Linked DNA regions of Mus musculus: regions 2, 3 and 4 are each linked to region 1. The links are chromatin contacts, called in public Hi-C and HiChIP or PLAC-seq maps. All regions are on one chromosome and are shown on one strand. Each heading gives the region's core, a stretch centred on a gene start, on an enhancer-like site or on the middle of the called end of the contact. The rest is flanking DNA. Distances are from core to core; before and after follow the strand shown.

What was found. A called contact is a pair of places that touch in the nucleus more often than the background predicts. HiChIP or PLAC-seq counts read pairs in DNA pulled down with a chosen protein or histone mark.
Region 2: an H3K4me3 HiChIP or PLAC-seq map of forebrain shows a contact between it and region 1, with 8 times the contacts expected there. The contact joins the promoter of Apoa4 here to the promoter of Rbm7 in region 1. A contact is called at or near these places in 1 of 39 promoter capture datasets (hippocampal neurons) and 2 of 115 datasets of contacts at active chromatin or transcription factors (astrocytes and forebrain).
Region 3: a contact with region 1 is called in an H3K4me3 HiChIP or PLAC-seq map of embryonic forebrain, with 8 times the contacts expected there. The contact joins the promoter of 4930448E22Rik here to the promoter of Rbm7 in region 1. A contact is called at or near these places in 6 of 39 promoter capture datasets (the 3T3-L1 cell line, cranial neural crest, hippocampal neurons and 1 more) and 5 of 115 datasets of contacts at active chromatin or transcription factors (astrocytes, embryonic forebrain, embryonic stem cells and 2 more).
Region 4: a contact with region 1 is called in a Hi-C map of B cells, with 5 read pairs. The contact joins the promoter of A830035O19Rik here to the promoter of Rbm7 in region 1. A contact is called at or near these places in 3 of 39 promoter capture datasets (hippocampal neurons, liver and pre-B cells), 1 of 484 Hi-C or Micro-C datasets (B cells) and 1 of 9 other capture datasets (liver).

Annotation. Positions count from the first base shown.
Region 1 is chr9:48,493,993-48,496,970 of GRCm38.p6, reverse strand. It overlaps Rbm7 (RNA binding motif protein 7), which reads left to right and starts at 1,641. Exons shown (of 5, transcript NM_144948.5): 1 at 1,641-1,816; 2 at 2,790-2,952. The coding sequence starts at 1,721. Gm5617 (predicted gene 5617) reads right to left here and starts at 1,628. Exons shown (of 1, transcript NM_001004191.3): 1 at 996-1,628. The coding sequence starts at 1,403. The coding sequence ends at 1,050.
Region 2 is chr9:46,239,430-46,242,345 of GRCm38.p6, reverse strand. Apoa4 (apolipoprotein A-IV) reads right to left here and starts at 1,502. Exons shown (of 3, transcript NM_007468.2): 1 at 1,144-1,502; 2 at 752-878; 3 at 1-67. The coding sequence starts at 1,192.
Region 3 is chr9:46,329,014-46,332,153 of GRCm38.p6, reverse strand. 4930448E22Rik (a long non-coding RNA gene) reads left to right here and starts at 1,361. Exons shown (of 4, transcript XR_379345.4): 1 at 1,361-1,424; 2 at 2,623-3,140. It overlaps Gm39329 (a long non-coding RNA gene), which reads right to left. Exons shown (of 2, transcript XR_870704.3): 1 at 2,395-3,140; 2 at 519-1,128.
Region 4 is chr9:45,952,711-45,955,668 of GRCm38.p6, reverse strand. It overlaps A830035O19Rik (RIKEN cDNA A830035O19 gene), which reads right to left and starts at 1,683. Exons shown (of 1, transcript NR_152206.1): 1 at 1-1,683. Sidt2 (SID1 transmembrane family, member 2) reads left to right here and starts at 420. Exons shown (of 26, transcript NM_172257.4): 1 at 420-945; 2 at 2,423-2,544; 3 at 2,756-2,920. The coding sequence starts at 763.

The DNA.
Region 1 (2,978 bases), core at 392-2,891:
TATGGCCCATGCAAATGTTCATTTGAAGTCTTTGGAAAAGTATGCTGTACATTTGGCTTAACTTGGAAAAGTACTTGTTTTTAGTATGTTTAAGATTGGAGTCTGGGGGCTGGTGAGATGGCTCAGTGAGTAAGAGCACTGACTGCTCTTCTGAAGGTCCTAAGTTCAATTCCCAGCAACCACATGGTGGCTCACAACCATCTGTAATAGGATCTGGTGCCCTCTTCTGGTGTGTCTGAAGTCAGCTACTGTGTACTCACATATAATAAATAAATCTTTAAAAAAAAAAAAAAATTGGAGTCTGACCAGACCTGGTGGAGCATGCCTTTAATCCCAGCACTTGGGAGGCAGAGGCAGTCATGTCTGTCAACTTCAAGATAGTCAGAGGTACAAAATGAGACACTCCACCCCCAAAGATTGGGAGTCTATAGATATTTCTAAAACAAAACAAAACAAAACAGAAGGGGGGTGTAGTTAGGTGGTGGGGAATGGCAATGTGATAAAGGACATTTTTCCTCAACATGAATTCAAGGGTAGTCACGGGTAGAGAGGCTTAAATTAGAAGCCCCAGAGAATCAGGGAGGATTGTAGAACTCAGACACAGCTGGATTCCATACTGAGCAGCTTACTCAAGCCTGGTGTATGGCTCGCGCCTGTAAACACCAGCACCTGGGAGGCCCAGGCAAGGGGGAGTTCAAGACCATCCTTAATACACGGCAAGTCTGCACTATAAGACTCTACATCATTCACAACTAGTCACCTAGCTTTGTGACTACTTAAGAAAAGCCCTCCTGGCCTCTTCTTGGCCCCACATGGATGGATATTAAGCCCCTCGACTATGTAACAAACGGCTAGCCTGTAACTCAGAGCCTGCTTTCCGAGTCTTGAGATTAAAAATGTGTGTCACTATGCCCGGCTAAACTTTTCTTTGGTAGCCTATATTAACCGCCCACATCGGTGAAAATGCGTAAGAATAAAACTGCCGTCACACCAAGACATGATTTTTGGAGAGGCCTTGTTTGTAAGCTAAGTGAGGGGAGGCATTCGTTCTACGCTGAGATTCGGGTTGCGAGAGCAGTTCCCAGTGCAACCAGACGCTGCTGCAGCACACTTCTTAAGAGGTCGAGCTTGACGCCTGGGATCGGGTAAGGCGAGAATCTGCCTTGGCGGCTTCGGCTCCGGCTGCGGCCACCGACAGGGACTCGACGTCTGTCGGCCCGAACGCTGGGTCGCGCTGGTGGCCGAGGTCCCGGCTGATTCGGATCCAGCCTAGTAACCAGGAAGCTATCTCCGGAGACCATTGCCCAAGCCATGGCCGACGGGTTGAGATCTCCTTGGGAGGATCGGTGGGCCATCCTGTTGGCTTGATCGCCGGCGGACAGCGACACCGAGTTCTGGGCCATCTTCAAACACCGCCTGCAGTGTTTGCTAGACGTATGTCGATCAAACTGGGCCCTCGGCGGCGCCGCAGGTCACTCCAGCCCGCGTCAGACGCAACCGTTACCAACCCCAGTAGCCATTTTTCACGCAACGGCGGAAGGAGCAGCCGCCGGAAACGGGCGCTTGTCCCGCGCGCGTGCGTAGCTCGTCTGCGCTCGCGCACGGCGGGCCTTTACGTCGTGACGTCTGAACGGGAGGACGTGAGTGTTTCTGAGGGTGCGCAGTAGGGTCGGTCGGCCCTGAGCAGGCAGCCTAGGCCTGGGACTGGAACAGCGCGGAGATGGGGGCGGCGGCCGCAGAGGCCGACCGCACTCTGTTCGTGGGTAACCTGGAGACGAAGGTGACAGAGGAGCTCCTCTTCGAGCTGTTCCACCAGGTAAGGGGCGGGCACGGTCCTAGGGCGGCTGTGGCATTCACAGGCCGGGCCAAGGAGCGGAGCGCGCCGAGCCGGAATTCCGCGGCGTTCGGGCCGAAAGTGACGTCGGATGATGGGGACATCTGCGTCTCCACCTTGGAAAAGTCCAGGGATCCGAGGTGGAACCTCAGTACTTGCTTTCCTCTTTCCTGTGTACCGTGCCTTCCCATTTGAGTTCATTGGCCTTTGCCGCATCGTGCAGGATGTGTTTCCGAGTCTATCCGCTTAACTTCCGTGTGAAATTGCAGACGTTAAAGTGTTTTAAAAACTCCATAAACATAACGCAGGAAAGCAGGACTGGCATGCTTAAATCTACCAGTCCTGTACCTTCTTGCTTTAAGACTCAATAGTTGGTTATATTTGAGTAATAGGTGCGGAAGGTTTTTTTTTTTTGTTTGTTTGTTTTGTTTTTGGTTTTTGTAATCAAAATAATCCACTTTGCCTTGTAAATGTTCGTTTCCATGCAGTGGGAAAATGATAGCTGTTGGTTACATTGTTAGGACATCACACAGTCATGTGAGATGGAGATTTTATACTGTACTTCCCATTCTTTGTCAATATTACAAATAATGTCCGAAAAAACTTGCCCCAAATCTCGGTTTCAGTCGGAACTAGAATTATTCTTCCTAAAAGGAAAGTAGATGTCCAGCCCCTGCCTGGACATTTTGTTTTTGATGAGGTCTTGATTATGTACCTTTTGTTTAAAACTTGTGTTCTCTTCTTTATAGTATTTGAGGCAGAGAGCCATATAGTATTTCTTGGTAGCCCTGGAACTCCGAGGCTGACTTAGAGCTGGTCCTCCTGCCTGCATCTCCTGACATCTGACCATACAGGCATGTGCCACCATGACAGGCTTGCATTTCCATTTATTTCTGAAATTTAAATGTCTTCCTGAAATTGCCTCGTTTTAAGTTCTGAATATTTTTCTTCGCAGGCTGGGCCGGTAATAAAAGTGAAAATCCCGAAAGATAAAGATGGCAAACTGAAGCAGTTTGCATTCGTGAACTTCAAACATGAAGTGTCTGTTCCCTATGCCATGAATCTGCTCAACGGAATCAAACTTTTCGGGAGGCCTATCAAAATTCAGTTTAGATCAGGTAATGGCTCGGTATTGTGGTAATAG
Region 2 (2,916 bases), core at 253-2,752, 2.3 Mb after region 1:
CACCAGCTTGTTGTGCACCCCATCAGCATACGTACTAGCATCCCCAAGTTTGTCCTGGAAGAGGGTACTTCAGGGAAAGGATGGAGACAAGGAAGCACCATTAGATACGCTTGTAGAACACTCAGCTCTATACACCTGCTTAGGTCAGGAGTGTGTCCATGGGAACAGAGACCTCCGTCTTGTCCCTTTGACCCTCCCCTGGGGTAGGTCATGCTTTCAGGAAATCTCCTAGGATTAGTTTGACTTTGGAGTTTTATCTGCAAGGCTTCTGCTGAGCCTCTGCATCCTTATCTGCCCACCATGTGACTTGAGAAGTTTGCTTTCCTTACCTGTGGATAAAGAATGGGGCTGGACTTTGGCATCACTCCCCTCCCAGGGTCACATTGTGCAACACATGTCTTCCAGTGGCACAGGGTCTGATGTCCTTGCATGTGCTCAGTGGGTCCCCCAAAATACCAGCCCTCCTTCCCCTGTTTGCCCAGAACCTCATGTCCTTACAGGACACGTCTCTTTCCTCTTCCTGCTAAGAGTTTGTGATGGGATTTGGCTATTTACCAAACTCTAGCACATGCAGATAGGAAGGAACTATAGGGATGGATCCCTGGGTCCAGCTTTCCTGTTTACAGGGACAATCTAGGTCCAGGGAGGCAAGACTCCTTTAGTGAGAACAGAAGAACTCCAGGAGCCAGTGTCCCACCTCTGAGGTCAGCTATGGGCTTCAAGCCTCGCCTTGTAGACTGATCGCACTTACCTGAGCTGCTGAGTGACATCCGTCTTCTGAAACTGTTCTACAGCCTCCTTGGCATTGTTGCTTAGCTGGGTAAAGTAATCCCACACCACATTGGCCACCTGGTCCGAAGTGACCTCAGCCCGGGTGCCTGGGCAGAGAGAGAGCAGAAGGCAACTTTATGAGGATCATCTCTCTCCTGGCCCCTCTGCCTCAGCTCTGAGCTGGATAATGTTGGAGTTTGGATAACCCAAACCATTGCCCCATCCCTGGGATAACCCAGGGAGCACAAGTGCCAGGGAGAACAAAGGCCTGTTCTCCTATGAGCTGCTGGGCAAATACAAGGCCACCCCGAGCTGTCCGCCAGTTCTAGAGCTGGCTTTTCTTGCTGCCTCCCAGGTGCAGTGTCTACTCACCGGTGATGGCCACCAGGGCCAGGGTCAGCACCGCAGCCTTCAGGAACATCCTGGGCTCCTCACTGGGCTGGGACAGTTTCGGCTACACTGGATGTTTCCCGGAGTCAGAAGAAACGGTGTACCTGTGTCCCTGTGCAGATTGACTGCAGGCAAGGCCAGCCACTCATTTAAAGCCCCTCCAGCCCTCTCTCCCCGCCTCCTCCCCAGTGTGACTCCACGTTGGAAGGTGACACACTCCCAGGAGGCCTCTTGGACTTTAGTGGCCCTAAGACAACGTGGAAGCTGACAGCACACAGGCAGCAGAGGGAAGCAGTCTTCTTGAGTTGGCTCCACCCTGTCCAAGAGGCTGGGAAGGATAGCCAGAAACTTCAGGAGGAATGAGCCTGGGAGTCTAGGGGAGTCCCTGAACAGAACTGAGGCCCCAGAGGCCCGGTTGGCAGCCCTGGGTCTGTGCCAGTCTGAGAGAACAAGGTCCAGGTCTCCTCTTTCCACCCCAGTGAGACAGCCACCAGTCTGACAGCTGCCACCAACCTGAACTTTGTCTCAGAACATCAGCTACAGAGATGGTACCAGGCCCAGAGATGGCATAGGGCTGCAGCAGACAGTGAGCCTCAGTTGAGGTGTCTGTGATACCCTTGGTCAGGAGAGGATCAGAACCCAGGATCAAAGGAGTTAATCATAGTGGGCTTTGTATCTCATGACTGTCAAGCTGGCTCACCTCCGTCCAGTTATCATGAAGCTTCAAGTTTCTCTTTTGAACAATGTGTAGTTTGTTACATTAAATTAGGTGGTACTTGTGAGATGGCTGCAGGGAGCTTAGCCCAGAGTAAGGGCTGAAATTAATGACAATGATTTTCTGTGTGCATCAGCACAGGAAGGAAGGAGAGAACCTGATCCTCTCCTGACAGTGGCAGAGGGAGAGCCACCCTTTCCCTCAGAGGGTCACCAAGTGGGCTAGAGGCAACAGTGAGAGAGCAGGGCTGGCTAAGGCTTGATTGCTGCCCCACTGTTCTCAGCCATATGCAAGAGCCATGCAGAGTGACTCCTCTCTCTCTCTCCCTCTCTCTCTCCCTCTCTCCCTCTCTCTCTCTTCCCACCCCCCCCCCCCCCACAGAAGGTGACAGACACTGCTGTGGAAAGTGAGTTTTTTGAGGTCTCCTACTGAGACTCCACATGTGTCCACACATACAATTGCAGCAGATATCCACAGGCAAGATGCCAGGCTGTGGTCAGTGTGGAGCCTCAGTGGACCACACCAGGGACTAGATGAGGGCATCCATCATACTGTCCCATTGACTGCCATCCACAAGACAGCATTTGTGAAATGACAGCCATTAGAATAGACCACGATTGTGCCCAGTCTGATTTGCTGTGTTGCCATCCATTTTTTAAAATGTGTCCAGATTAGCTTGTCTCATGGGACTGAAGACAGCTGGATACCTGTGCTCCTCTGCTGGGCCCCACTGCACTGCATGGCTCCCCACAGGGCTCGAGCTTCCCCGAGCTCATTCCTTCCTAGCACAGCCATGCTTAGTGAGTTTAAGAAAATTAATTTATGCCAGGTGTGATGGCACATGCCTTTAATCCCAGCACACACGAGGTGGAGATTGGTGGATCTTTGTGAGTTCAAGGACAGCATAGTCTACAAAGTGAGTTCCAGGAAGCTAGGGCTACATAGAGAAACCCTGTCTCAAAACAAAACAAAACAAAACAAAACAAAACAAAACAAAACAAAACAAACAAAAATAATGATGATAGTGATAATGTTATTTA
Region 3 (3,140 bases), core at 112-2,611, 2.2 Mb after region 1:
TGGGATAGCATTGGAAATGTAAATGAGGAAAATACCTAATTAAAAAAATTATCATAAAAAAAAAAGACCAAGCATGAGACCAAAGGAGACTAACTCTTGGTCAAGAGCAGGAGAAGCAGGCAATATGCTCTAAAATCAACTGCTCTAGATGCTGGGGATCCAGAAGTTATAGCTCCAGGTAAGACAAAATGAGGGTGAGCAACAGGCTGGTAATGGAGGGAATTGTGTGTGTCTTCTGGGAGTGGATAGAGCTTTCCCAGGAATTCTGGGGCCACCTCCTTTGGCTCCTTGGATGGTTCTTTCTAGTTGTCATCACAGCAATTGTCAACTGTCAAGACACTGGAGTATGTCGTTTAGTGTGGGGATGACATTATAATTAAGTTCACAGTTATCTGGCAGCCATCTTAGATGGCATAGGGAGAGACACTTCTGCATGCAGGCATCTTGTCCTCAGAGACTGTGGTGGCTAATCTTGATTGTCTACTCGATGGGCTTTAGAATCACCATGGAAACAAATCTCTGGTCACATCAGTGAGGGATTATCTACATTAGGTTAAGGGAGTTGGAAGACCCAGCCTAAGTGTGGGCAACACCATTCCTTCCATGGGCTGGGGTCACTCCATGGCCTGAGGTCCTTCCATGGGCTGGGGTCATTCCATGGGCTGGGGTCATTCCATGGGCTGGGGTCCTTCCATTGGCTGGGGTCCTCCCATGGCTGGGGTCCTCCCATGGGCTGGAGTCATTCCATGGGCTGGGGTCCTTCCATGGGCTGGGGTCCTTCCATGGCTGGGGTCCTTCCATGGCTGGGGTCCTTCCATGGGCTGGGGTCCTTCCATGGGCTGGGGTCCTTCCATGGCTGGGGTCCTTCCATGGGCTGAGGTCATTCCATGGGCTGGGGTCATTCCATGGGCTGGGGTCCTTCCATGGGCTGGGGTCCTCCCATGGGCTGGGGTCCTCCCATGGACTGGAGTCATTCCATGGGCTGGGGTCCTTCCATGGCTGGGGTCCTTCCATGGCTGGGGTCCTTCCATGGCTGGGGTCCTTCCATGGCTGGGGTCCTTCCATGGGCTGGGGTCCTTCCATGGCTGGGGTCCTTCCATGGGCTGGGGCCATTCTGTGATATGCTTTCTGGGATTGAATAAAAAGGAGAACATGAGTGAGCACATGCTTTCATCTCTTTCTACTTCTTAACTAGAGACACAGCGTGAACGTTGGCTTCTTCTGTCCGTGCTGGTGTGACTTTCCCACTAGGGAAGGACTGTCTCCCCTAGCACCCTGAGCTAAAACACACCCTTCCTTTCCTAAGTTGCGTTTGTGCAGTATTTTTGTAGCCGTCACAATCAACTGATCCCATGACCGAGCAAGGAGAAAAGCAGCTAGGCTGTGTAGGTCAACTCTTCTCACAGCCCAGTCTGCTGAAGAGGGTAACTTACTCTCTGACGGAATGGTTAAGCTCCTCCCCCACCCGCCAGAAGTCCTGCTGTGAGCTCCTCTCCCTCCACCTTGAGTTTCAGAGTTCAGTGCAAATTTGAGTTCTTAGTTTGTGTCAAGGAGTGTGCTAAGACGCTCCCTCGACATCTCATCGCTCACCCCAGGAGGTGGCTCCTCAGTACCCCCCATTTGACAGATGAAGCTGGGGAGCAAAGGACCTGGGACAAAGAGACTTAGCTCCTCTCTGCTACCCTGCCTGGGCTCTCGAGGAGAGAGAAGGATTCGTGCGCTCTCTCCCAGCTGCTCCAGCAGAAGGGCTGGAACTAGTGCCGCTGTTCTTAGAGTCCAAACCGCTGGCTTTGCACCCACTCCCACATGTTACGTACGATGGCCTGGGCAAGCCACCTGTCTTGTCTCCTGACCGTAAAAGAGAGGGCAACGGTGTCGCCCAGCTTCTCTGTCATAACGGGGGTGAACTGAGATGCACTTGTCTAAGGACAGAAAGATTGCTTAGTAGTTGAGTGGTTGCTGCTCTTCCAGAGGACATGAGTTCAATTCCCTATAACCACATGCCCCTCCCCCACCCCCACCCCCACCCCCACCCCCGCATGAAAATGCCTGTAACTCCCGCCTCAAAGAATCGGATGCCCTCTTCTGGCCTCCGTTAGAAACTGCATGCATATTGTGAACCCACACCGATACGCAGTACACATTAATTAAAAGTAAATTAAGTCTTTTAAAAAGGAGAGATTTGTCAGGGTGACCCTGAGCCCGATGACCCCCACGTTAATCCACTGCAGCCGGAGCCCAGGAAAGTCGAGCAAACGAGGTGATTCCTGCCACAGCTGGGAGGGGGCTGAGTCTCTCCAGATTCATGAGCTAAGTTCAAGTCCTCAGATCTCCCATCAGGCCTGGAGTCACTCTGTAAAATGATTTGTGAAGTGACAAGCAAAAATATATTACCAATTTAAGAGTGTGATTTGCCTGCAACTTTTTAATCCTCCGGCTGTTGTTGAATAGATTAAAGTGTCTGCTTTGATCCATGCATTTAGATGGAGACATAAATATAGCCATCACTTATTTTCCCAGCCGCAGGGATGGGTGTCGTGCTGTGTCTCACAGGCTTCCGACCCCGCCAGGGTACGGCAAGAGAATGACCTTTTTGCCATTCAAATCTCTCTTGCATTTCAGCCCTGACTTTTCAGCTCCTGACCGGGCCTATCAGCAGCCTCCTAATTCGATCACTGCTCACTCCAGGAAACAGTCACCAGGAAGGAGGTCCGGCGCAGGCGGGAAGCAGCGGCCGCGCAGTGCCCTGGTGCTGTGAACTTCCCCTGGCTCGCCAGAGCCCTGCAAAAATAAATCTCCGGAGAAATAGATTTTGAAGAGGAATTCGGCACATAGATCTTCTGTCAGCGGAGCAGACTCTGCCTCAGCCGTTTTTCAGGCTCGCTGAGTATCCAGAAATACATCTATTTTTACATGGCTCTCTAGCGAGAGTTCCTCTTGCCTGGAGGGGTAAGAGGCCGTGGAAGGAGTCAGAGGATGGGAGAGGAGAGGGGTGCGGGCACTGACTGGAGAAGGACAGGGAGGTGACCGTGCAGTGCTGGTCTTCCCGGTTTTCCTGCATCCTGCAGGACCTTGGGTTTGCCAACCAAGTTTGGGTTTGCCTCGTCGCTATGAAGGCTCTGTGTGTCCCTTGGCCCACC
Region 4 (2,958 bases), core at 434-2,933, 2.5 Mb after region 1:
AAGAATGATGCTGGGGTAATGATTTTGGAGCACAATTCCTGTCTTGAGCAAAGAAATCATCTGTCAGCAAGACCCTGCACTTACTGGGCTCTGTGAATCTTGCCAGCAATGCCAACACCCAGCAGTAGAGGTGGGAGGAGGATCAGGCGTTCAAGACTCTCCAAACTTACACGACCAGTTCCAGACCAGCCTGAGTTATGTGAGCCGTCTCAAAAAGCCAAAAAAACGCGGACCACAAAAGCAAGAATCCAATACTTAGTGATCCTTCGTGAAAAACCCAACTCCAGACGCTCACAGGACAGCGAAGGAAGGAGGCGGCGACGGCTGCGTGGGAAGTAGAGGCAGCCTGGCCCTTTAAATCCGCGTCGGTTTCCCATGACGTAAGCGGGCGGGCACAGCCCGCTGTTTACCGCGGCGCAGCTCCTGGTAGCTCCGAGTTCTGCGCCGCGTCCGCCGCCCTTAAAGGGCCCGCGTCCGGGAAGCCTTCGGGCCAGGGCCACCGCCGCCTCGGCTCTCCGGGCGCGAGCGGACGCCGGGTCTCCAGCCGGGCTGGGCCGGGCTGGGCCGGGCTGGGGTAGCGGGTCGCGGTGCCGCCCTCGCGAGCCGGGATCCGCGCGAGGCCCAGGAGCGGCTCCAGGGAGGGGACGCGTCCTATCTGAGGCCGGGGTTAAAGTTCTGGTCCCGGTGAGATGCTGGAAGCTGCTGCGGCAGCCGCAACGCGCCCGGTCGCCGTCCCGTCGCCAATCCCCGCCGTCCCGGGCCATGATCGCCTGGCGTCTGCCCTTGTGCGTGCTCTTGGTGGCCTCCGTCGAGAGCCACCTGGGGGCCCTGGGGCCCAAGAACGTCTCGCAGAAAGACGCGGAGTTTGAGCGCACCTACGCGGACGACGTCAACAGCGAGCTGGTCAACATCTACACCTTCAACCACACCGTGACCCGCAACCGGGTGAGCGCGGGACTCCACGGGCGGCCGAGCGGGTGGGCGCCCGGCCTGGACTTGATGCTGCCCCTTTCCTCTCCGCCAGCCTTTGAGCCGCCCTCCCCCTGCCAAGACCTGGTTTCCACCAGCATTCCCGGGCAGCTCCAGCGGGGCAGCTTGGGAAGTTCCCTGCCACCAGCTGTGATCAGGACCGGTCTGGTCTGCTCTGTGACCTGGCTCTCAATCTAGCTCTCAGTCTGTGAGGTCGGGGTGAGGGGAAAACAGGCTCCCAGCCTTGCGTGGCTCAGACAACTCCAGATGGGGCCAACTTAGAATTGAAAGAGCTCGGTCACAGGGAGGTGAAGGAGACAGACCTCCTTGCCTCAGAAAGCCAGCTGGCCTTGTAAGTTGAAGGTGACAAGATAAGGCCCTCGAAGGCTGAGTGGCAAGAGAAAAGGGAGTTTGTTTCTAAGACAGAACTATCTCCGACTTCTTACTCATTTCTTCCCAGTAGTGAAAGTAGAAAGAAGGCTGGCAGAGCTGGGCCCAGGCAGAGCACAGCCTGGGAGATTCTTGCTGCCTGGCTGTGTGGCCTGCCTAGCTCTCTTGCTCATTCTCCAAGGCCCGATCTGGATTGACTCGGAAGCACTGGAGTTGAGGAGGAGGCACCTGAGGCTTTCTTTGGGAGGGAGAGGAGTTTGGTTTCTGGCAGGCCATGATCAACCATCAGGATCCATTTCCTTGAAGTCTGATCTCCCCTTTTGAGTACCATTTCCAGGATCATCCCGGAAGTGGCACCTACCCCTCAGGGAAACGTTACCCCTAGATTTGGTTTCAGCAACCTAGTAACTAGTTGTCTGCAGTTGTGATTTCTTCACTTTTAAACGCCCACTGTCCTGTGTAGCTTTGTCCGCAGCAGAGAGGGTGGGTTATTTCTTTATTTTCTTAGAGAGGGTGAATCAAGGTTCAGATGGAAAGTCACTTCAGAGCTTGGCCCATGGTCAGAACTAGAGAGACAACTTGTATTTCGACACAGTTCCCTACACCCCTCCCTGCAGGGCTCTGGCCTCCAGAGTAGCAGTGGAACCGGAGCTTCTTGCTGCTTTCCTAGTTCATGAGGAAGAAGATTGAGGGCTTGAGGGCACGTCTTGATCTCCCGTGACAGTGTGTGCACAGGGACGTGTGTAGACACGTGTCTATAACATGTGTGTGCATGTGGGCTATCCTGGAACCTTCTAAGGTCTCCGCTGCATATCCCTGCTGTTGCCTGGGTTCTGCTGCTCTGTATACCCGTTCTTCCAAGAGCGAGCTTCTTCAAGCCTCGGACCGGACAGTGTCAGTCATTTCTAGAAACTTGGCCTGTTCCCTCACAAGGAGAAGCACAGACAGTGTCCTGGCTGGCCAGGATGGACGGCACAGGGCAGAGCTCAGCCTGCAGTCTGTAGAGTCATGTGTCTGAGGAACAGAGAGCTGAGTTTGAAAGAGGATGCCTCCTTCTCTGCAGACCGAGGGTGTGCGAGTGTCTGTGAATGTCCTGAACAAGCAGAAAGGGGCGCCTTTGCTGTTTGTGGTCCGCCAGAAGGAGGCTGTTGTGTCCTTCCAGGTGCCCCTAATCCTTCGAGGACTGTGAGTAAGACCTGGGGATGTAGGGAGGGGCATCCTTGCCAGGTTTTCAGGGACCCTCACCCGGGGAACCTTTTTGTTTTTCTCCCTTCTCCCTGAGCCCAGTGGCAGGAGGGTAACTTTGTCAGCCCAGGGAATGGGAAATATGGGGACCTGATAGGAAGAACTCAGGCTGGCTGGGACTAGTCACACTCTTCTCTGTCTTGGACCATAGATATCAGCGGAAGTACCTCTACCAAAAAGTGGAACGAACTCTGTGTCAGCCCCCCACCAAGAATGAGTCTGAGATCCAGTTTTTCTATGTGGACGTGTCTACCCTGTCACCCGTCAATACCACTTACCAGCTCCGAGTCAACCGTGTGGACAATTTTGTGCTCAGGTATTGAGGGTAAGAGAGAGGGGACCTCACAGCCTCTG